Linked DNA regions of Mus musculus: regions 2, 3 and 4 are each linked to region 1. Evidence: chromatin contacts called from public Hi-C and HiChIP or PLAC-seq data. All regions are on one chromosome and are shown on one strand. The core of a region is the stretch at or near the end of the contact, and the rest is flanking DNA. Distances in the headings are between cores, read along the strand shown. Region 1 has its middle 26 kb from the start of Ets2. Region 2 has its middle 27 kb from the start of 1600002D24Rik. Region 3 overlaps 1600002D24Rik (RIKEN cDNA 1600002D24 gene). Region 4 overlaps 1600002D24Rik (RIKEN cDNA 1600002D24 gene).

The links. A called contact is a pair of places that touch in the nucleus more often than the background predicts. HiChIP or PLAC-seq counts read pairs in DNA pulled down with a chosen protein or histone mark.
Region 2: a contact with region 1 is called in a Hi-C map of bone marrow-derived macrophages, with 26 read pairs. The contact joins two enhancer-like sites. A contact is called at or near these places in 1 of 15 datasets of contacts at CTCF or cohesin (the NIH/3T3 cell line), 23 of 484 Hi-C or Micro-C datasets (the AtT-20 cell line, B cells, the CH12 cell line and 17 more), 6 of 115 datasets of contacts at active chromatin or transcription factors (the HPC-7 cell line, embryonic stem cells, epiblast stem cells and 2 more) and 3 of 9 other capture datasets (adipose tissue, embryonic stem cells and liver).
Region 3: an H3K27ac HiChIP or PLAC-seq map of regulatory T cell precursor shows a contact between it and region 1, with 4 times the contacts expected there. The contact joins two enhancer-like sites. A contact is called at or near these places in 3 of 484 Hi-C or Micro-C datasets (the G1E-ER4 cell line, bone marrow-derived macrophages and macrophages), 3 of 115 datasets of contacts at active chromatin or transcription factors (the HPC-7 cell line, regulatory T cell precursor and thymic regulatory T cells) and 4 of 9 other capture datasets (adipose tissue, bone marrow-derived macrophages, liver and 1 more).
Region 4: a contact with region 1 is called in an H3K27ac HiChIP or PLAC-seq map of regulatory T cell precursor, with 4 times the contacts expected there. The contact joins two enhancer-like sites. A contact is called at or near these places in 2 of 115 datasets of contacts at active chromatin or transcription factors (double positive thymocytes and regulatory T cell precursor) and 4 of 9 other capture datasets (adipose tissue, bone marrow-derived macrophages, liver and 1 more).

What each region holds. Positions count from the first base shown.
Region 1 is chr16:95,725,434-95,731,199 of GRCm38.p6, forward strand. No RefSeq gene overlaps it. Among named protein-coding and RNA genes, the nearest start is that of Ets2, 26 kb to the left of the region's middle. Within about 2 kb of position 3,543, at least 179 of the 459 cell types and tissues checked have an H3K27ac peak or open chromatin away from gene starts, as enhancers often do. A contact at or near this core is called in the CH12 cell line, the G1E-ER4 cell line, bone marrow-derived macrophages and 3 more, where this site is marked.
Region 2 is chr16:95,953,208-95,958,973 of GRCm38.p6, forward strand. No RefSeq gene overlaps it. Among named protein-coding and RNA genes, the nearest start is that of 1600002D24Rik, 27 kb to the left of the region's middle. Within about 2 kb of position 2,309, at least 58 of the 459 cell types and tissues checked have an H3K27ac peak or open chromatin away from gene starts, as enhancers often do. A contact at or near this core is called in the CH12 cell line, bone marrow-derived macrophages and multipotent progenitors, where this site is marked.
Region 3 is chr16:95,891,048-95,896,813 of GRCm38.p6, forward strand. The region is part of intron 1 of 1600002D24Rik (RIKEN cDNA 1600002D24 gene); the gene reads right to left. Among named protein-coding and RNA genes, the nearest start is that of Gm41508, 27 kb to the right of the region's middle. Within about 2 kb of position 2,579, at least 63 of the 459 cell types and tissues checked have an H3K27ac peak or open chromatin away from gene starts, as enhancers often do. A contact at or near this core is called in the G1E-ER4 cell line, regulatory T cell precursor and thymic regulatory T cells, where this site is marked.
Region 4 is chr16:95,866,189-95,871,954 of GRCm38.p6, forward strand. The region is part of intron 1 of 1600002D24Rik (RIKEN cDNA 1600002D24 gene); the gene reads right to left. Among named protein-coding and RNA genes, the nearest start is that of Gm41508, 52 kb to the right of the region's middle. Within about 2 kb of position 3,468, at least 48 of the 459 cell types and tissues checked have an H3K27ac peak or open chromatin away from gene starts, as enhancers often do. A contact at or near this core is called in regulatory T cell precursor, where this site is marked.

The DNA.
Region 1 (5,766 bases), core at 2,293-4,792:
CCCACACACTTACAGACACATGATTTTTCATAAAGAAGTCAAACAGATACACTGGAGAAAAGACAGCATCTTCAACAAATAGTCTTGGCCAAACTGAATAGCTGTATGTAGAATATAAATAGATCCATATCTATCACCCTCTACAAAACTCAACATATCGGAACGTCAACCTAAGACCAGGATTCCTGAATCTCATAAAAGAAAAATGAAGGAATGGGCTTGAACTCATGGGCACAGGAAAAGAATTTCTGAACAGGATATTGATAGCATTAAAACCCAATCAATAAATGGGACTTCATAAAGCTGAGAACCTTCGTATGGAAAAGGATACCACCAGGCAAAGCAAGACCCTACAGAATAGGAAAAGACCTTTGCCAGTTAATTATACACCTGATAGAAGTTTAGTGCCTAACATATACCAAGTACTAAAAAAAAAAATAATCAACAAAACAAACATCTTGGTCAAAACGGAATACAGAACTAAGCAGAGAGTTCTCAAACGAAGAAACACACAAATGGATGAGGAAGGCTAAAGAAATGTCCAACATCCTTAGCCATCTGAGAAGTGCAAACTTAAAACTACCTTGAGATTTCATTTACCCCAGTCAGAATGGCCAAGACCAGTAAAACAATTGACAGCATATGCTGGCAAAGATGGGGGGAGGGGAGGCTTATTCATTGTATAACCACTATGAAAATCAGTGCTGGAGGCTCCTCAAAAAGCTGAAAATCAATCGAACACAGTATGCAGCTATATTACTCTTGGCCACATACCCAAAATACTCTCTATCTTACTATAGAGATCCTCACTCATCTGTGTTTGTTGCTGCACTATTCGTAATAGCTGGAGACTGGAAACAACCTAGCTGTGCACCTCCTAATAAATAATAATGAAAATCTAGACTATTATATAATGAAATATTTTGCAACTGTTAATAAAAATGAAATTATGAAAAGTTCAGGCAAATGAGTAGAGCTAGAAAAAAAAAATCATCCTGGGTGAGGAAACCCAGAGGAAGACAAATTTTGCTTATTTCCTCTTATGTATGGATGCCATCTCTTAAGCTTTAGATATGTGTGCTTCAAATATCCATCGAGGTAGATAATAAGGGACTGGGGGCGGGATCTTCCAAGGAAGGGGAAAGAGACTGTAGTGCTATAAAGAGATACAGAAAACAATATTAGGAGGGTGAAATATGGAGGGGGGGGGGAGAAGGATGGATGAGAGAGTTGGGGGAGGGGTAACTAACACCAAAGGACTTCTGAAAAGTAATACAGAAACCTACTCTAAAAGCTTCCTAAAGTATACACATATATGAAAGGAATGTAAATGGAGTCACTGTGTAAGGGGCAAGACAATGCCTCAACTGCACATCCTATACTACTAAGTATAATCTCCAGCATCAGGAATGCCTTACATCACTGGAGAGAGCAGTCCATAAACAGGTCTGCCCTCACCCCCAATACCACAGGCTGTTGCAAATGCTATTGGTTGCTATCCACACATGATGGTAAGGCCCTATCGCTGAAGACACAGCTTACGTATGCCATCAACCATGAAGAAACTGAGATGCTGCCCAACTAGAGGCTTCACCAGGTCTGACCAGCAGACACAGTACCCGGAAGTTACTCTGTGCTCTACCAGAGGGGGAAAGCAGTCATCAGAACCAACCCTCAGCCTACAGCAATCAGGCGCTTGTCTGATAGACTGGTGCAGGTGTGGCACAAAGGTTATGGTAATAACCAAGCATTTTTTTTTTTTTTGCCAGATTTAAGACCTACTCCATGAGACAGAACATATAGGTGACTCTGAGGTTATATAGGTCATGGGCCTAGGAAAAGATCAATTACTGTTACTCTTCTAAAGGACATTAGCAATAAAATGTAGCTTAATGCTATACTCCTATGCCCACAGATGAAAGCATCTCTCAGCCCCTACCAGAGAAGCTTCTTGCAATAGATGAGAATTGACACAGAGACCCACAGCTAGATAACGTGCAGAGAAGATGTCTTTATCAAGCCCTGCCAGACCTCATCAAGGCTCAGGGACCTTTATGAAAGTGGAGGGGAAAGATTGGAAGAGCCAGAGGTATCAGATATAAAAGGATTGATAAAATAATAATAATAATAATAATAATAATAATAATAATAATAATAATAATAATAACTCACAGAGACTACAGTAGCATACCAAGACCTGCACAGGTTCAAACCAGACAAAATCTCAGCATGGAGGAAGGGAAGTGGACACAAAGTATCACCCCTAACTAAGAAACTATTTGCAATGGATACTTTCTGGTAGAAGGAAAAATCCATTGTCTCAAATGGCTATCCCTGGGAATACCACACTCCAAGGCAGGTCCCATGCCCAGGAGTAGTTAGCTAACACAAAACCAACTCCAGAAGTTTTGTTTGGGGGAAGGGGTCCGGCACACTATTGTTTTGTTTTGTTTGGACATTTTTTTTTGTCCTATTGACTTTTTTTTTTTAGGTTTATGTTTTAATTTTCAGTTTTTGGGTTTTGTTTTTGCCTTGAGAGACGCAAAGAACATGCAGTTGGGAAGGGATGGAAGTAGGAAGGATCTGAGAAGAATTTAAACAAGGGGAAAATATATGATCAAAATATACTGTATAATTTTTAAAATAAAATGTTATTTATTGGTGATGGCATTCCTTCTAGGCTCCACCCCACAGTTACCTGGCAACAGCCAGGTGTGCCTGACTCACTATAAAAGGGGCTGCTTGGCCCCTCCTCACTCTCTTCTTTCTTCTTCTCTTGCTCTCTTACCCTCTTCTTCCTCTGTTCCTTCTCTCCCCACTCTCTCCACTCCTCATGGCTAGCCTCTCCTCTCCTCTCCTCTCCTCTCCACTCCACTCCTCTCCTTTCCTCTCCTCTCCCCTCCCCTCCCCTCCCCTCCCCTCCCCTCCCCTCCCTTCCCCTCCCCTCCTCTCCTCTCCTCTCTTCCCCTCTTCTTCTTCTCCTTCTCCTTCTCCTCTTCCTCCTCTTCCTCCTCCTCCTCTTCCTCACCCTCCTTCTTCTTCTGTCTCTCTCTCTCCCTCCCTCCTTCCCTCCCTCCCTCCTTCCCTCCCTCCCTCCCTCCCTCCCTCCCTCCCTCCCTCCCCCAACTCCCCTCCTCATGCCCCAAATAAGCTCTATTATATACTATACTCATCCTGTGGCTGGTCCCTCAGGGGGAAGGGATGCCTCAGCATGGGCACTCAGAGGCACCCCCTTCCCCTGTACCATACCACTCATCCACCAAACATGCCTGGCTTCTCTCTCTCTCTCTCTCTCTCTCTCTCTCTCTCTCTCTCTCTCTCTCTCTCTCTCTAACACAACAGTTGTTATTTTTAAAAAGGAATCATCAACACTACTGCAGATGTCACACTAGGGCTCCTTCAGGCTCCCAGTTCCTCTATCCACAGCCCTTGGTTTGCATTTCAAATTACCCATGACCTTCAGATCTCTTCATCTGGGCCAGATGCTGATCTGTCAGCTCTCTCAGAGCAATACAGAAGGGTGAGACCCAAAAGCTTAGCCGGGGAAACCCCCGGTTATGAAAGCATGTTGTAACTCTTGGGCGGAGCTCAGTCATGTGAGTCCTGCCTGAAATATGACACTTGGGAAAGTCCATTTTTGGGCATAGCTGGTGTGATGACATCGTTGCAACTGGAACTGACATGGTTTTTGTTCTAGGCGCTATGAGTAACTGTCCCCTCCCTGTCTCCCGAAGCCATGTTCAGGTGGCACAATGGTTCAGGATTGCCAAAGCCAGTTCCCACAAGCTGTCTCCATGTGTCCAACTCTAATCTCTTCAGATGTAGAGCCAGGGTTCAGCATGTGATCACGTGGCACAGCACATCAGAAGCACGGGTTCGTGCAGTCCAGTGGACCAGAGAGAGGCAGGCTGGCTGGAAGACAGAACACGGAGGCTAAAAAAAAAAGCACATGAGACTTGGACTCTGAATAGAAAAGAACTACATGTTGGCTGTGGTCACCTTCACATGAACCTGGTGCTGAGAAATACCACCCACTTTGGGGTTGGATGCGGCTGTCCATATCATAAAGTAAGCACATAATTAATGGCTGCAACAGCCAGCACCATTTTCAAAGTTCACTTTCATCTGCCATTCCATTTATTCCTTGAGAGGTTGGTTTTACTACTCCCATTTTGCAGATGTGGGAATTGAGGCTTAGAGAGATAAAACTCCTGCACCAGAGGGGCTGGATCCTGATCCATCAGTGTAGCTCCTGACTTGCTATGCCTGATGTGTATGGGAGCTAAGACTTCAGTCCTTGGAACGTGCACATGATATATACATGTGAGCACACACCAAATGCACACACATGCACACACATGAGAAAACACCCTGCTGCTTTCACATTAGCTGTTTCTTTTAGTCCACCCTCCCACATCTTGTAAGCATTAACTCCGTGGGGCTGGCATCCAGGGCCACACATTGGCAGCATTTATTTTATTATTGCTCTGCAAGCTGTTGTGTGACGTGAGGATGTCACCAGTTTTGTTCCTTTTGGGAAAATAAGCATCATCCACCCCCAGCTCCTTCCCTGCTGTGTGGACATAGACACGGCGTCCGTGCATCATCTACCCTGCCTGGCTCTTCACCCCAGCCTCCACTTGCTGCACAGGAAAGTGGTGCTCCTGTGTCCACATTCTCCTGTTCATAAGATAACAGCAGCCTACCTTAGTGCACCACGGAGACCTAATCCTAATCCAGGTGCCTCTGTAAAGTCTCTGCTGTCTCTGAACCCAGCCCCACCTTGAGGTTCTAGGGCTGGAAGTGAATGGACGACTCTGAGAGAAATCTGAGAGGGTTCTTCAACTCATGTCCTCAACACTGATCAGATTCATGATAGCTTCAGTACCCTGAGTGGTATCTGTGCTCTTGGAACTATCTTAAGCGTTAAAAATATTACAGACACAGAGAGAGGCTCTTACTATAAAGAGTAAACAAGGGGTGAGATTTATATCGCCAAGGGTAGAGACAAAGTAAAATCAGATCAAATGCTCAAATGAAGAGAGGATTGAAATGCAGCCTAGTGGTAGAGCACTTATCTGAGCTTGTGCAAGCCTCTGGGTCCCAAACTAGCACAGGGAAGGAAGAAAAGGAGGAGAAAAAGGAGGAGGGAGGGGGAGAGGGGGGAGGGAGGGGAAAGGGGGGAGGGGAAGGCAGGGAGAGGGAAGAAAAGGAAGGGGGGATGGAGGAGAGGAGAGGGCAAGGAAAGGGAACAAATAGGACTGGGGGAAGGAAGAGGAGGGTGAGGAGGGGGAAGAGAGGGAAGGGGAAAGGAGGGGGAGAGAAGGGGGGAGGAGAAGGTAGACTGGAAGGGAGGGAGAAGGAGGAGAGGAAGGGCCAGATAAAAAGAACAGTTTTTATTTTAAGATTAATTTTATGTTTTACCTGCATGCATGCATGTATACCATGTGTATGCCTAGTGCCCTGGAAAGAAGAGCAACTCGAGTCCCCTGGAGTTACACATGACTTAGAGATGCTGTGTGGGTTCTGGGAACAGAACCCAGGTCCTCTGCAAAGGCAGTGCACGGTCTTAGCTCCTAAGCCATCTCTCTAGCATCAAGAATGGTAGAATATTTTTTTTAAGAGGACATAGACAACTGGTAAATAGGAAACAATACAGCATTAGCAACTCAGATATATCTAAACATTAGGCAAACATGGGCAGAGGAATCCCCCAAAAGGAGTCATCCCTGTGACCCTCACAGGAGGATCAGAGGGGACTTCACT
Region 2 (5,766 bases), core at 1,059-3,558, 230 kb after region 1:
CACCCAAGCCCCTGACACTCACTGGTTAACAATTGTAATTTGCTGATTTCCGGGGTAGAGGAGGTGATTATACATATTCTCTCAGTTACTTTTCTATTGCTAATGACAAGACATCATAACCAAGGCAGTATATAAAAGAAAGCATTTAACTGGGGGCTGTGGTGGTTTAAATGATAATGGCCCCTTCCATTGGCTCACAGTGAGCAGCATTATTTGAAAGGCTTAGGAGGTGTGGCCTTGTCAAAGTAGGTGTGGTCTTATTGGAGGAACTGTGTCACTGAGGATGGGCTTTGAGGTTTAGAAGTTCAAACCAGACCCAACCAATGGCTCACTCTCTCTTCCTGCTGCCTGCTGATCCAGATGTAGAACTTTCAGCTGCTTCTCCAGCACCATATCCACCAACACACCACCATGCTTCCTGCCGAGTCGATAATGGGCTAAACCTCTGAACTGTCAGCCAGCCCCAATTAAACGTTTTCTTTTATAAGATTTGCTATGGTCATGGTGTTTCATCGCAGCAATAGTAACCTCTAATGAAGACAGGGGCTTACTTAAGTTTTTAAGGATTCGTTCATAACAAGCATGGCTAAGAACATGGCAGCCAGCAGGCAGGCATGGTGCTGGAGCAGTAGCTGAGAGTTCACCTCTGATCCACAGCTGGAGCCAGAGAGGAAAGCCCACCACCCGCAACACACTTCCTCCAACAAGGCTATACCTCTTAATCCTTCCTAAGTAGTTATACCAACTGGGGACCAATAATTCAAATATATGAGCTTATGAGACCATTCTCATTCAAACCACCACATATATACTCAAAAATATGAAATCATATAACATGCTTGCCCTGGCTAACTGTTGTTGGGCAGTGGTGTTTTGAAAAGTGTACACTGTTATACACCCAATACTTAGTGTCCATTTCACAAGTCACATGGGATTTTATTCCTACCCACAGAATGGTTTGTAAGAGTGAATGCTTCAGCCAGGCTCTGTGGTTCATGCTTGTAACCCCAGGCCTTTGGAGGCTGAAGTGGGAAGAGGAAAAGTCTGAGGCTAACCTGGGCTACCCAGAGGCTAGCCTGGACTACCCAGTAAGATGTTGCACAGCACTTTCCCTGCATAAGCAACGCTCTGAGTTCCATTAAGCACAAAAAAGTAAGTTTCCTTGCACTAGTGCCAATCAGACAGGCGAAGACATAGCCCAGAGAAGACAGACCTACTTCTAGTGAGGACAGCATAGAATGGGGCTGGAAAGATGGCTCAGAGCACTGGCTGCTCTTGTGGAGGACTCAGGTTCAATACCCAGCAGCCACATGGTGGCTCACAACCATCTGTAACTCCAGGTACAGGGATCTGATGCCCTCTTCTGGATGCAGGCGCTGAGTACACAGTGGTGCACAGGCATACATGCAGGCAACACCCATGCACATCAAAATAAGTTCATCTTTTAAAACAAAAAGATTAAGAAGGAACACCTATCCGTTCTTTAGGTACTGTCATGCCCATCTGTTCACAGAGACCCTTAGTGTGATGGTTTGTATATGCTCAGCCCAGGGAGTACCACTATTAGAAGGTGTGACCTTGTTGGAGTAGGTGTGTCACTGTGGGTGTGGGCTTTATGATTCTCATTCTAGCTGCCTGGAAGTCAGTATTCTGCTAGCAGCCTTCAGATGAAGATGTAGACTCTAAGCTCCTTCTGCGCCATGCCTGCCTGGATGCTGCCATGCTCCCACCTTGATGATAATGGACTGAACCTCTGAACCTGAAATCCAGTCCCCAATTAAATGTTGTCCTTATAAGACTTGCTTTGGGGCAGGGGGAGGGTACAGGGTACTTTCAGGATAGCATTTGAAATGTAAATAAAGAAAATATCTAATAATAAAAAAAAAGACTTGCTTTGGTCATGGTGTCTGTTCACAGCAGTAAAATCCTAACTAAAACACTTAGTCATTGCCTTTTCTCTATTCCATTATTTTCTTCCTCCTCCTCCTCCTCCTCCTCCTCCTCCTCCTCCTCCTCCTCCTCCTCCTTCTCCTCCTGAGTGTATTGACCCTGTGGTCTGTGGAAGTTGTTCTGTTACCAGACTTGAAAATCATGGCACCCATTTCATTGTATACTCCCCACCCAAGCTATATTATTGCTGTGAAGAACACCATGACCAAGCCAACTCTTATAAAAGAAAGCATTTAATTGGGGCTGGCTTACAGTTTCAGAGGTTTAGTCCATTATCATCATGCCACAGAGTATGGCATCACACTCTAGAGAAGTAGGTAAGAGCTACTTCCTGACCCACAGTCAGAGCAATAGAGCTGAGCCTGACTCGGGTTTTAGAAACCTCAAAGCCAACCCGGGATGACACACTTTCTCCCACAAGGCCACACCTCCTAATCCTTCTAATCCCACCAAAAAGTTCCACTCCCTGGTGACTAAGCATTCAACGATATGAACCTAAACCATCCCAGAAGCCCTTGGAGGACTAGTGCTCTGTTGTTGGGCAGTGGTGTTTTGAAAAGAACCTTCTGAGAAAATCTCCACAGTGGCCTTAAAGTATAACCAGGTTATAACAGATACCAGACAATTGCACAGGCCAAGTAGAGTTGAGTCTTGAAGGTCCCGTAACGCTCAGAATGGTCAGTGTAGCTCAGGTTCAACTGGAAGTCACTGCATTAACTTCCTCTTTGCTATGCCCTCTGGCAGCCCAGGGTTCCCCTTTCTTCCGGAAATATGAGCTTGGGGCTGCTCAGGTCCAGTCCAACTGCAACAACCTCTTCCCCCTCTACCCTCACTGCTGACTTAGAAAGTCCCACAGCTACAGGAAAATGACAGGCACTCCTGAGGGAGTCTGCCTAAGACTGAATTCCTCCCTCTGCAGAAAAAATTTACCTCAGCAATTGCAGTTTCCAGGGACTCCGCCTCCACGACAAACACCTTCACCCCTCCCTCTGGCTTCAAGCACACACTATGGGCTACTCATCATCACATGGCAGGGGAGCTCTCTGAAGCTGTAAGAGGATGCCTCCACTCTGCCCCACAGGCTAGTGCTCTCCTCTACACTCCTGCAGTCTTTCTGTGGCATTTATAACTCTCCCAAAAAAATCTCTTAGCCAAAAGGACCATCTGCCTCAGTGTCCCCTTGAGCCCCTAGTCTGAGCTCACCATCGCAATTTCTCTAACCAGCACAAGAGGCCAGATTTTCATTCTTCAGCCTTCAACCTGCCTTCCTCGTTAAGGTTCATCATCCGGCTTTTAACTTAAATATGATCCCTTTACTTGGTGGCTTTATTTAGAAGCCATTGTAAGGGTATTAATTAGCCTAATTTCAACATTACTGTGTCTCAGGAAATATCGGAAGTCCTAGAATAAGAGAAGAAAAGAGATGAAGCATCCACCAAAATGCTCATGCCTTAAGTTTATCACCTTGAGTGAACGCTTTTGTGATGCCCCAAATCAATTACAATTTTAACATACAAACATAGTTAATTTAAAAAAAAAAAACTGCAGGGCTAGAGAGATGGCTCAACAGTCTCGAGAGCCCACTGTTCCTGTTGAGAATCCAAGTAGCGACTCCATCCCCTTCTGGCTGGGCACAAGTCCAGATCCAAGAGCTCCAACGCCCTCTTCTGGCCTGCACAGGCACTGCATTCATGTGTATACACATTCCAACACACATACATAACTTAAAAGTTTTCAAATTAGTCTTAAAAAGCTAGAGCAGCTGGGCGTGGTGGCTCACACCTTTAATCCCAGCCCTCAGGACACAGAGGTAGGTAGATCTCTCTGTGAGTTCCATCCCAGGTAGGACTACAAAGTGAGACCCTGTCTCAAAACAAAAAAAAAAAAACCAAATAACCATAAAACTAAAACAGTGACTTAGGAAAGGTGAAGCAGGACAAATTGGACAGCCTGGACAATTTAGGAAGACTCTATTTTATTAAAAGCCTGAGGTAACGGGAGGGAAACTTAAGGAGTAGAGTGTTTGACTAGAACACACAAGGTTCTGATTCCATGCCTAGCATCACACCAACAAAGCAGACACTGATGACAGACACCATGCAAGTTATAACACTAAACAGAAAAGTTAAAAACAGCATGATAGCCATTATCATGAAGCCCAGAGGCTTGGCGCGTGTGCTCTTGGGAAAACGGTGCTCAGAGACCTGGTCACAGAAAGATTACCCTTCAGTTTGTAAGAGCCACGGTCACTCTGAGATACAACACAAGACCCAGTCAAGTGGGGGCAGGGGAGTCCCTCTGCACATTCGCCATTTCTAGCTGCCACAGGGTGTAAATAAGTCTACCACCCCAAACACTGAAGGAGAGGAGAGATCCATAGTGAGGGTATAGAGATTCCAGGGGCCACAGGAGGCCCAGCTCAGCTGCAGGATTGCAGCCTGGTGCTGGAGGCTGGCACATGCCATTAATCTCCAGCACTCAGAAGGCAGAAGCAGGCAGATCTCTGTGAGATCAAGGCCAGCCTGGTCTACAGAGCAAGTTTCAGGACAGCCAGGGCTACACAGAGAGACCATCTCAAAAATAAATACATTGTTTCAAGGGAAGCTAGCAGCCAGCTGCCGCCTCAGTGTGCTGTAGATATTTTCCTTAGCAGTCGGAAGTTGCTAAACTGAAGATTGGCTTTGTATTTTAATCTAATGGGTTATTGCCTGGTTGGTTTTTAAAATTTGCTTAATAGTATCCTTGACATATAGAAGCTTTTAATTGTGTCAGGCTAATCAATATTTCCATTTAGCCTCTTATTTTGTTATGGTCATAATTTACAGCACGGCACGAGAGAGCTTTCCCATCCTAGATTAGCTAATACCTCATCCTCGCTGCCTCCTGAGATGATCCCATTATTACTGCTGTGTGTCCCATTTCCTAGAATGCTTTCTTCACCACCAGGGTAATTTGTTTATATAAACTATGTTGCTGCTGACTGGCTTAAAAGCTATTTGTTCACAATTTTGCTAATCAGTGACTTTTTAAAGGGAAGAAGTGAGACTTCAGCAAGTTATTTCACCCTTCCGTACACACCTTGTAGCACGGCCGTAAGATAAGCAATAAAATTTCACAGGAGGCTGCCTTTTGGGTGCGTCAGCACCATTCCTGTACCGGATCCACTGCATTCCGGTTGTAACCGCTTTCCTGACTCAGACCACCACTTTTGTGATCTCAGGTGTTAACTTCGGGGTCACTCTGATGCTGACCATCTGGTTTCTCTTTAATAGAAAGCTATGATTGTGCCAACAATATTTGTTCACTCACAAGCACCTTACCACAGGGGTGGGGGGAAGCAAATCATTGGCAAGTCCCCACCACACCCACACCACCCTCTTCCTTCAGCTCACTGTCTAGGCAACCCACATGGAGCACAGCGCTGTGTAAGGTTGGGGGCTGCTGGAGATATTACCCTGGACACCATAACCAGCACTGTAATCAGCACTCCATGTTTTATTTCCATATGTGTGATGATGGCATCTTACATTAGTATTCATCACATGACCAGCATTGAGCCTTTCAAACATGGCCACCTATGGTCCTAGTAGCCTATGCCTCTTCATATGGGCAGCTTCTCTGGAATCTGCCACACTAGCGCTTTGCTCAAGCCCAGCGCTGACACCCATTCACAGTGCAGTGGACATGAACCTCTGAGTTAATGTGATGTGTACAAAATGGAGTCAACTGATTCTTCCACGGCCTCTACCCACTCCTCACATGAGCCTTGTCTTGTCTCCTAAGATAACACATTAGTCAGCCTCTGCAGCCCACTTT
Region 3 (5,766 bases), core at 1,329-3,828, 160 kb after region 1:
CAGATGTTACAACAGTATACAGATTATAATTTCATAATTCTATTAAAATTAAATGTCCATTAAATAGAGTTCCACAAATACCTGTGTGAAATTTATGTGTTATGAGGATAAAGATGCCAGCAGGCAGCAGGGCAAGCTTCAAATCCTAAAATACTTACTGTGTGGCTTTGTATAGAAAGGGGTTGCTGACCCCCACAGTAGCCTAACAAAAGACAGAAGCACAGCCCCCTGATTTTACACAACAAAAAGCAGAGTGACTGGCTAGCAATGAGTCTTCAAGGACTTCCCACAAAACAACCTCCTCCCTGGCTTCTGGAGAAGGTTCCAGAACTTTCTAAGGACTCTGGCCAGAGTGTCAGCTAGGAGATCATTCCTAAAGTTTCTACAAGCCTGAATGGAGTATGACTGTCTTTCCAGCCTCTGGGGTCACAAGAAAACCAGAGGAAAGGGAATGCCATGCGCAGGAGATTTCTCTTAGGGGATTTTGAGACCCTGAGGAACCTGTCACAGGAGCTGGGAAATATGCCTACTGTGGAGTGCAGCTACTGAAGGCTGTGGCTAGGACACAGTGGTTCACTCCTTCAGTGTCTTGGTTGCCTTTCTATTGCTGTAGTGAAGCAATGGGACCAAGGCAATTTAGAAATGAGCTTGTCTGAGGATTACGTTTTGGAGAATTGGAGTCCATAGGCACCATGGGGGAAGCATGGTAGCAGCAGGCAGTCAGAGCACTAGAGCAATCGCTAAGAGTCTACATGTTGACTCACAACCATGAGGCAGACAGAGAGAGCTGAGAATGGCATTTCGAATGTCCAAAACACATCCCAAGTGACACATCTCTTCCAACAAGACCATTCCTCCTAATCCTTTCCAAATGGCTCTACAAACTGGAGACCATATTCAAACATATGTGCCAATGGGAGCCATTCAAAATCAAACATCCACACTCAAGACAGAACCAGACTGCTTTCTCTCATTTTCAGACACCCAAGCCCCCGCAGTGAGGGGTCAAGACCCTGGTGTTACTGGGACTTGGTCACCAGAGGCCTTGTGAGTTGGTTATCTTCCCACATAACACTGTATATCCTCAGAGGCTCTGCGCTCCAGGTTAAAAGTAGTCAGGGCCAGCCAGAGACGCGAGTCCCATGGAGAATTTGAGGTGTCAGTCAGCACCCTGAAGCCCTACCTGGGGCACAAAGCCACACTGACATGACCACAGATCTCTGAAGGAGATGCTGGCCACCCCATCCAAGCTCATCCACATCCTCAGAAGAGCAAGTCCACATTGAAGCCGTTTCTCTGAGAAATAAGGCAACCCCCATGGTCCAGCCCACCCAGGAGAACCTTCTGGAATGTCCCACATGCGAGCCACAAGACTGTGTATCAGTCTGGTCGCCATCTACTCCAAAGCTTCCCACAAGAGAATCTGACAAAAATCACAGGCTGCCAAGAATAAAATTATTCTGCTCCCCTCCCCAGGGGAAACCAGACAACTCTAGTTTTTCCAAGAAACTCCTGCCCCAGGAGTTAAAAAGGAGGACATGGAGGGATTTCTCATCAAAGCTACTCAAGACAATGACACTTTCCAGCATGACTAGAATTTCTGTGCCAGAAGTGACTGATCCACTACGCAGGAACATGTTAATTACCTTGGCAGTTTTCTCCACAGGCTTCCAGTAATTTTTTTTTATTATTATTGTTTTGGTTTTTTTTTTCCTAAAGAGAATACTTCAGTGTGTCTTCAGGGTTGTCATAGAGAGTCGCATCACAGAAACTCCCTGGAGAAAGATTACTTCAAAGGCTCATATCGGCAAGGCACACACACACACACACACACACACACACACACACACACACACACGGCACACGAATATGCCTGAGGACTTTGCAGGAGGAATGGGAAAAGGCTTTAAAGACAAGAATGCTGTGGGGTGATCTGTAAATTTCCTTCTTTCTCTGGCACCTCCATGGGCCTTCACCATCTGCCGGCACCCATAAGTGATTGCCTTTTATTAAATTGTGATGATTACATACTACAGAAATACAAACCATAACAAATCCACACAGCCTAACAAATATGACTGACAAGTGATTGAGAGGCCCCTGATGGGCGAGTCCGGATGGTGCCAGAGAACACGTCTACACAGAGTGCCTGGAAGCGCCCTTCATGGAGACCTCTGGTCAGCTCAGAAGCCCATGCTGATGACTAGAATCCAAACACTCCTCACTGGTTCTCAGAGTCCCAGAGAGAGTGGTGACTGCTTGGTCCCCAAAGCCACTGGACACGTATCTGCAACTTCCAAGATGTGTGACGTGAACCCGTATGTACACAGATACATGTGCAAAACCTCCAGCGGTGTCTCAACCAGGAGCCACATGAAAGGAAACATGTACACATGTTCAAAGTATGAAACAACACAGGGCATCACACTCTACACATGTGCAAAGGATGACACAGTTCAGGATGTCACACTGTGCACATGTGCAAAGGATGACACAGCGCAGGATGTCACACTGTGCACATGTGCAAAGGGTGACACAGCACAGGATGTCACACTCTCCATGTGTGCAAAGGATGAGACAGCACAGGATGCCACACTACACATGTGTACAAAGGATGAGACAGCACAGGATGCCACACTACACATGTGTACAAAGGATGAGACAGCACAGGACGTCACACTATGGGAAAATGCCATCTGCCCTTTGACTCTACAACTTAAATGTCTTAGTTTCGTTTCCTGTTGCTTCAATAACATACCTAACAGAAGCAACGTAAGGTCTACTTCAGCTCACAGCTCAAGGTACAGTAGATTGAGATGAGGAAGTCCAGGCAGGTGTTGCTTAATACAGCTGCTCAAATTGCAAAGAGCATTGCTCTTTCTCTATTTACACAGACTAGGATCCCCAGCCCAGGGAAGATCCTGCCCACATTCAAGATATTAACTTCATTAAGATAATCCCCAAGGCATGGCCAGAGGCCTGTCCCCCAGTCAATTCTAGATTCTGTCCTGTTGACAGTTAACACTACCCTAAGACAATAGAAACACTACCCAGGGAGTGTGAGGAGGTGTGTAGCAGCACAGCACTTTGTTCTTCTGTGACAGAGGGGAGGTGAACCACATCTGTGTGTTTATGGACCATGCATCCCTTCTGAGGCCAGTATTTGTGGGAAACCCTCGGGGAGAACTTCCCTTCTGCAACCTGACTTCTGCCCATCCCCCCCCCCCTTCAGGCCGCAGGGTGTCTGCTTTACTTCAAGGCATTTCACAGTCATCCCTTGACTTCCAGCTCTGAAGATACCTATTTCCAATTTCATATTTATTTTTCCTGCCCTCCCTCCCTTCTCGATGCTGCCTCAACACTCTCCTCCCATAGTTGCTTCTAGAAATTTACCACCTTCACTTTTGAAGTCTTGTCTGCAACTCAGTTTCTCTCCCACTGAGTTCCAGGTGCCATTGGACAGTGAACATGAAGGAGAAAAGAGGACAATCCTGAGTGAGGTGACTCAGTCACAAAGGAACAAATAGGATATGTACTTACTGATAAGTGGATCTTAGCCCAAAAGTTCGGAATACCCAAGATTCAATTCACAGACCATATGAAGCCTAGCAAGAAGGAAGGTCAAAATGTGGGTGTTTCAGTGCTTTTTAGAAGGGTAAACAAAATACTCACAGGAGGAAATATGGAGACAAAGTGTGGAGCAGAGACTGAAGGAAAGGCCACCCAGAGACTGCCCCACCTGGGGGTCCATCCCATGCACAGCCACCAAACCCGAAAGTTATAGTTGATGCCAGGAAGTGTTTGCTGATGGAAGCCTGATATGGCAGTCTCCTGAGAGGCTCTGCCAGAACTTAACAAATATAGAGGCAGAAGCTCGAAACCAACCATTGGACTAAGCTCGGAGGTCCCTGATGGAGAAGGGACTGAAGGAGCTGAGGGGGTTTGCAGCCCCATGGAAGGAGCAACAGTGTCAACAGGCCAGACCCCCCCCCCAAGAGCTCCCAGGGACTGGACCACCAACCAAAGAGTACACATGGAGGGACCCATGGCTCTGGCCACATATGTGGCAGAGGATGGCCTTGTTGGACATCAGTGGGAGGAGAGCCCCTTGGGCCTGAGGGTGTTCGATGCCCCAGTGTAGGAGAATGCCAGAGCAGGAGGTCGGGAGTGGGTGGTTGGGGGAGCACCCTCATAGAGGCAGGGGAGGGGGGATGGGATAGGGGTTCCTGAAGGGAAGACCTGGAAAGAGGAAAACATTTGAAATGTAAATAAAGAAAATATCCAAGGAAGGAAGGAAGGAAGGAAGGAAGGAAGGAAGGAAGGAAGGGAGAGAGAGAGAGAGAGAGAGAGAGAGAGAGAGAGAGAGAGAGAGAGAGAGAGAAAGAAGCAGAGGTGGGGCAAGGAAACTCACACTGATATGATCTGAGCTGGAAGATCATAAGTTCAAGGCCAGTTCTGGGCTACAAATGAAGATGGAAGAAAGGACGGGGGGCAGGTAGTGGCGGGGGGGAGGACTGGAGTGAGGAGGAAGGGATGGGGGAGAAGGGAAAAGAAATAAAGAGAAAAGAGCTACATATGGCCAGGAAAGATGGGTTAGTTCAAACTTCCTGGATTCTAACACACTGATCTGAGGTGATAGGAAAACCACTGATATCTTGCAAAGGTGAAACATGCATACCACTGAGCTAGATGTGAGGATCAGCAAGGCAGACTCCTGGCCGCTCCAGGGAGAACTATCCCGGCTTTCTAGAGCCTGTCTGTTCTGGTGACGCACCCTCTACTTTCATGCAGCAGCAACAAAATCGTGGCAGGATGGGCTGGCACTCAGGAGAACTGCTTACTCGTGTGCCCACATGCATGAATGCTTGAGTTTCTGACCTGTAAATCTCAACTCTCCTGCCTCAGGGCTGGCCTTACAGGTGTTCTCCTACCCTGCATCTTCCTGCATACCAGCCATGATACACTGCTCTATCACAGGCCCGAGCAGCCAAGGGCTGAGACGTCTGGAACAGACCCAATTAAGCCTTTTCTCCTGTTCAGTCTCTGGTGTTTTGTCACAGCAACAGGAAGCTGACTCATGCACATCTCAGGTTAGAGGTCCCTGAATGGTGCTGTGAGCAGACTCCTTCCCTGTTCCTAGAGCTTCTGCCACCACGGAGCAGATGTAAATGAGAAGAAAATTCTTCTGTACTAAGTCCCTGACAGACTGGGGTTCAGTGTTCCAGTGGTCAACCTGTATGGACCAATGCAGTGTCTTGCTTGCATATAGGAGCGCCCCCTATTGGCAGAAGATACACCCACCCATGTAGTTGAACACAACACTACTCAATTCAATCTGGGTGGCAGTGGAGTCGGTCCTCACTACCCGTCGAAATGTTCCGAATTCCCAAGTGAAAGACACACACACACACACACACCACAGCCTTATATTTTAATATGTCTTAAACAGCTCAAAGGCTGGGCCACTTCCTAAGCTCCAAATGGCTGATCCAGCCCCCTCCAATATCTCCAAGTTATTACTTACAAAAATCTATATTCCATCTGTGCTGCCCTAGACTCAGGCATGCATCCCTCTTGGGCCATGATCCCCAGTATCTACCTGATGTCTGTGTTCTCTCTTCTCTTCTCTTCTCTTCTCTTCTCTTCTCTTCTCTTCTCTTCTCTTCTCTTCTCTCCCCCTCCCCCTCCCCCTCCCCCTCTCTCCTTGGTCCCTTGTCTGGGAATCCTAAAAGTCCTACCTCTGTCTCTCTGCCCAGCCATTAGCCT
Region 4 (5,766 bases), core at 2,218-4,717, 140 kb after region 1:
CTGTCTCACATATCTGTAATCCTAGTCCTGGGGGTGTGGGGTGGAGACAGTGGGTCTCAGGTTCTCTCTGTCCAGCTCTAGTCTATTGGTAAGCTCAGGGTTCAGTGAGAGACCCTGTCCAAAAGATAAGGGGAAGAGAAATAGAGGATGGCATGCAATGTCGACCTCTGATCTCCACATATGAACATGCACACCAGGCATGCATGCAGATGCACACACGCGCGCGTGCGCGCACACACACACACACACACACACACACACGCACACACGCACACACACACACATACACACATGGGGGTGAGGTATAAGACTCTACTTGCATAGCTCAGCTGAAAGACACACTTTGGTTTGCTCATTCTTAGTTAAACCTGTGCTGTGGGGACAGACGGTGAAACATTACCTGAATGCTTGAAATGGTCCTAATTTTTCCCCAAAGTCTAACAGTAAACTCAATGAGCTGTAGACACAGAGGAGACCAACTGCATAGGACATGCTCTTCCCTGTCTTCCATTGTCCCTGAGTCCCAGTCTACAGCTGGATTAGTCAACCATCCGTTGCCCCAACTCACATAGATTTAAATTTCATCCCAAGACAAACTCAGAGTTAGAAATTGACGCAAAACCCCTCCCCCATCAGCTCCTTGTCCCTCTCCCACCACACAGAGCCATAGAGCAGGGTAGGTCCATTGATGCCCAGAGGACAAGACTGTTAGGAAGAGGCCATTTAACCAGCATGGCCTCCTCTTCAAGCTCTTGTATTTCTGATGCTTCTACCAGGCAAGGAGCTAAATGTTCCAGATAACAGCATAAAGCCTTGAGCGTTCCTGTGAAGGACCAGAGCAGAAGACCTCCCTCAGTCCTTCATGCACAGTGACACTATGACCTGGATTTCCCATGATCAAACCCACAGCAAACAAACTATTCCTTTACCTTTTATGTAACTGTCCCCATAGGCCAATTCAGAGCTGTGAAACCCAGCACTAGAAGACAGAAAGGGGGTCATGGTCCCTTTGTACACAGACATGACAGAACATCTGTCCAAACCACAGCACATGTGTGCTGTTCATCTGTCACACACCTGGGCTGCCTCTTCCTCCTACCCTACAGGGTTAAGGGCCTGATTAATCTCATCTAAAAATTGTCCCAAGAGCATGAGGCAGGTGCCATACCTATTATAGAAACTCCCAATGAACCAATCTCTCTTTGTCCTCTGAAAGGTTCAGATGAGAATCTTGGTGAACTGTCTATTTATGCTAGATTAGAATCAGGAAGAGAAAGGAAAACAGGGAGATGACAGAGGAAAGGTCCCTCCCACCTTCCCAGTTCAGGGGTCTCCCCTTCTGCCCACAAGATCAGCCAGCAGCCATGACTGATAACTGCAGCCCCTTGGCCTGTCTTTGGACCCCAGGGTCCTGCTCATGTGTGCCAAAGACGCAAACGGGCTCCCAGATAAGTTATTCACAGGGTGCTAATTACCCCCAAATGAAAAAATTATAATAATTAAGCTCAGTTTCACAAAGCCTTTTGACTTAGGTAGCAATCCTTCACGCTGAACTGCAAAGCCTTGCCTAAATATTAATTAAAGGGCGCACCCACTGGCCGCCTGAGCAAAGACGGGGCCTCCTGATTCACAGATGAGGAAATCTGCAGCACAGAGATTGCACACGTGTGTTCTGTGTCCTAAGACGGACCTGCCTGTCTTCCATAGACGGCTCAGCTCTCCAAAGGGATGGTGAGCAGCTACGGCTCCCTGTTTCCAGCGACATGGGCAAACGTCTGCCATGGGATTTTACATGAGAACAAGAGAGACACATACTGCCTGCCTGCAGGGTGGTCTTTGAGGTGTGTAGACGTGATCTCCGTGTCTGTCATGGCGTGTCTGTGCGTCTAGCTCAATGCCATTGACTTTTTAGGAGTTATTGATTTCTGGAAGTCTTCAAGAGGATCCTTGTTTTCTCTGTATTCTCTGCCACTTCTAGATTTTTCTACAAGCAATATTTAATTTATATGTATGTTAAAATACATTTATGATAAAGGTATCTGTAATTTTAAGAATAAATATTATTAACCATCTTTCCTAGCCCCCACTTTTCTTTGGCCTTTATTTGCCCAGTAGGGTGTTTGCTTTTCAACCCTCTGCTTTCTGAGTACCCAACTACCTGCGGTTGTTCCTAGTGAAGTGACAAGGTGACCTCAGGGTGTGGCTCTCCCTAGGATGCCACCTGGCTACAGTTCACCTGGAAAACACTGTCCTGTCATCATGAACTTTCAGTGTTAGGCTGAATCCAGCTCTCAGAGCAGGCAATGCAGGGCAGAGCTTAAGTGCTCAGAGTCCAGAGAATGCCCTACAGAGCCACTGTCAATCAAGAAATGTGTAGTTTGTCTTATGTGCAATGTGTGTGTCACATAGTTTGTGCTCTTTATATATGTAACATGTGACCTATGTTCAATATGTATCCTTTATGTGATAAGTATTGGGTATATGGTCTATCTCCTCCTGTGTGCAGTGTGTCTTATGTGTGCTGTGCACTATGTCCAGTGTGTGTAGTGTATCCTGTGTAGCCAGTATGTCCTGTGTGTGCAGTGTGTCCTGTGTATGTCATGTACTGTGTCTAATGTGTGCGGTATGTCCTGTATATGCAGTATGTCCTCTGTGTGTGCAGTGTGTCCAGTATAGGCAATATGTCCTGTGTGTGCAGCATGTCCTATGTATGCAGTGTGTCCAATGTATGCAGTATGTCCAGAGTGTGGAGTGTGTCCTGTGTATGCTGTGCAGTGTGTCCTATATATACTGTGCAGTATGTCCAGTGTGTGCAGTGTGTTCAGTGTGTGCAGTATGTCTAGTGTATGCAGTGTGTCCTGTATATGCTGTGCAGTGTGTCCAACATGTGCATTGTGCCCAGTGTGTGCAGTGTGACCAGTGTGTGCGGAGTGTCTAGTGTGTGCAATATGTCCAGCATGTGCAGTATGTCCCATGTATGCTGTGCAGTGTGTCCAGCATGTGCAGTGTGCCCTGTATATGCTGTGTAGTGTGTCCTATGTGCAGTACACATACATACAGACACACAGTATCTTTCTTATATGTAGTGTGTATCCTATATGTGGTGCATGCCCTGTATAACACATATGCTATATATAATGTGTCCTATGTGAAGTGTGTCCTGTATATGGCATTTTTCCTATATGCAAATGTGCCCTGTGTGTAATGTGTGCCCTGAGTATGGTATGCTGTGTGCTCAGTGTGTGTCCTGTATGCAGTACATATACACACACATGCACACACAAGATCTTAATATGTGGAATTCATGTCCTGTGTGGAGTACGTGTCCTGCATGTGTTGCATGCCCTCTGTGACATGTGCTGTGTGCCAAATACCTCCCTCTCAGCCCACCTGGCCATCTGGAGGCAGTGAGAGGGAAGGGGGAGCCCCAACATCAAAGGCATCACATTGCCCTAGTGACATCCTGCCTTGATAGCTTGAGGTGTCACCCAGACTTTCACCCTGCAGACAGCTACCCTCCCTCCTCCTGCCTCCAGCTGCAGACTGAAGGTTCGCACCTTCCTGCAAACGAGCCTCCTGCTCACTCTATAACATCAACACAGCAATAGAGCCAACCAGATGTGGGGCCAAAGGAAGCCCCTCACAGACAATATGGAAGGGCATTTTTCCACCAACAAAACCCACTCATCGTCCCACAAAGAAGACGCACCCCCTCTGATCAGCTTTGGGTCAGCCCACAGATGTTCAGGCCATCGTCAGGGAGCTGAACAGCCAGCCCCGCATGACACAACCCCTCCAAGTGCAGGCTGACTTTTAACAGCCCTCTGGGGAATACAGCTAGGCTGGGGTGTAGTGGGGGTCCTATGAGGTGTATTTTCCAAGATGATTTGCTTTGATTTGTTTTGAGCTTTCGCCTCCACAGGGAAATCCAGATGAGTCCAATGTACCCTGTAGATATGGGAGTCTCAGCCCTAACTTGTCCTCATTCCTGGATTTACAGAGCTACGGCCTGGATTACAAAAAGCCTCACACACAGAAGGCTTGACTTCAAGGCTATCCTTTAACTGTAGTGGGGAGGGAAGCTCTCCCAAGATGTGCAAGGGAGCTGCGGACAAAGAGAGGGTGGGCTAATGGGAATAGAGCAAAGTGGTGACAGCCCCAATGAACCCACCCAGGGGAGAGGTTGTGATCCCTCAACAGCCTCCAGGAAGCCAGAGTTCTCACAGGAACACCCCACCCTCAAAGCCAGGTGCTCAGGAAGTAAGTTACAAAGAGAGTAGGGGGGAAAACAGGCCAGAGGCCACCTGCAGAGAGCTGATCTGACAGGAAAGGAGCTAGGCCTGAGAATCCAGAGGGGCTGCACCCCTAAGCTGCACCAGACCTACCCACAAAACTCCCCGCCACCCCTAAGCCTCTACTAAGCATTTCTCCTCTACTACCTTCTTGTCTGGGGGCAAGGAGGGGGGAGAAAATACCTTCTGCACACCTGCAACCCCATTGGAAGCCTCTTACATCTGGAGAGAAAGCAAAGGTGGCAGGGTGGTAGAGTGGAACCTGACAGTGGCTGTGGTGGCTACCATTTGTGAAGCACAAGCTATGCTCTGAGCCTCCTGTGGGCTACCCCAGTCCCTTAGCCCTCACTTCCTCCAAGACTCCAAGATGGCTCTGATCTTCACCTATACCACTCACCTGTCTCCCAACACAATAACCTCCCGGAGGACTTCTCCCAAAACCCCCACCAGCCCCCAGCATGGTTCCCAGGTGATATTCTGGATATCCTTCACTACACAGACATGGAAGGACCCTGAATTTTCCAGAAACCCACTCCTTAGAAAATCATGTTGATCCTGCTGGGCAGGAGTTTAGCTCTAATAAGGACCTTGGTTATTTTGATAAGGCACACCCTCATGATGTATGCTTAATTCAATAGCATCTGCAAAGACCTTATTTCCAAACAAACTCCAGGTCACAGGTTCCAGGGGATAGAATTTGGTCTTATCTTTTGGGGGCACAATTCAACACTAAACAGAATATTAACACTGATGCCCAAAGACAGAAAACTCCATAGCACAAAAAAATGTTTCTAATAAATACATTATTACTCAAAATAGACATGTAAACAACTTGAAATACACCATGTGAGACTTTTCTGTTAAACTATTAAACAGCTGTAATAAATAACAATAGGAGTTGGGGGTAGAGTCCAGTTGGTAGAGCACATGCCTGGCTTGATCCCCGTTATTGGCCAATTCCATAGTAATCTTAGCACTTGGGAGGTAGAGGCAAGAAGAGCAGGAGCTCAAGGCCATCTTTGGCTACTTAGCAAATTTGAGGCCAGCCTGGGCTACATGAGACACTACTTTTAAAGAAAAGAGTACAGGGAAACTATTGATGAGAAGACAAAATTCTTCCAACAATGCTAAATTACCAACAGCTGCTGGGTAAGGATCCACATCACAGAATAGTAAGGTCGAGGCAGAGGTGAACATGGTCCTTGCAGCTCATTTTAATGTACTTTTAAGTTAAAACAAAAGGAAATGGAGATTGTTTCTATCTTCTCTACCAGTCACCCACTCTGAGGTTTGAGGTTATCAAGCCAACCTACATTCTGGGTCATTGGGGGCTTGCAGGGCTGAGACAGCCCAAGAATAGGAGGTCCCTGGAGGTGACCAAGTGTCAGGAATGAACATTTGAGGACAAGGCTGGTTGTCATTGTGCTTTTAGATGTCTGAGGGAGATGAGGAACAAGCACGTCTGAAACACATG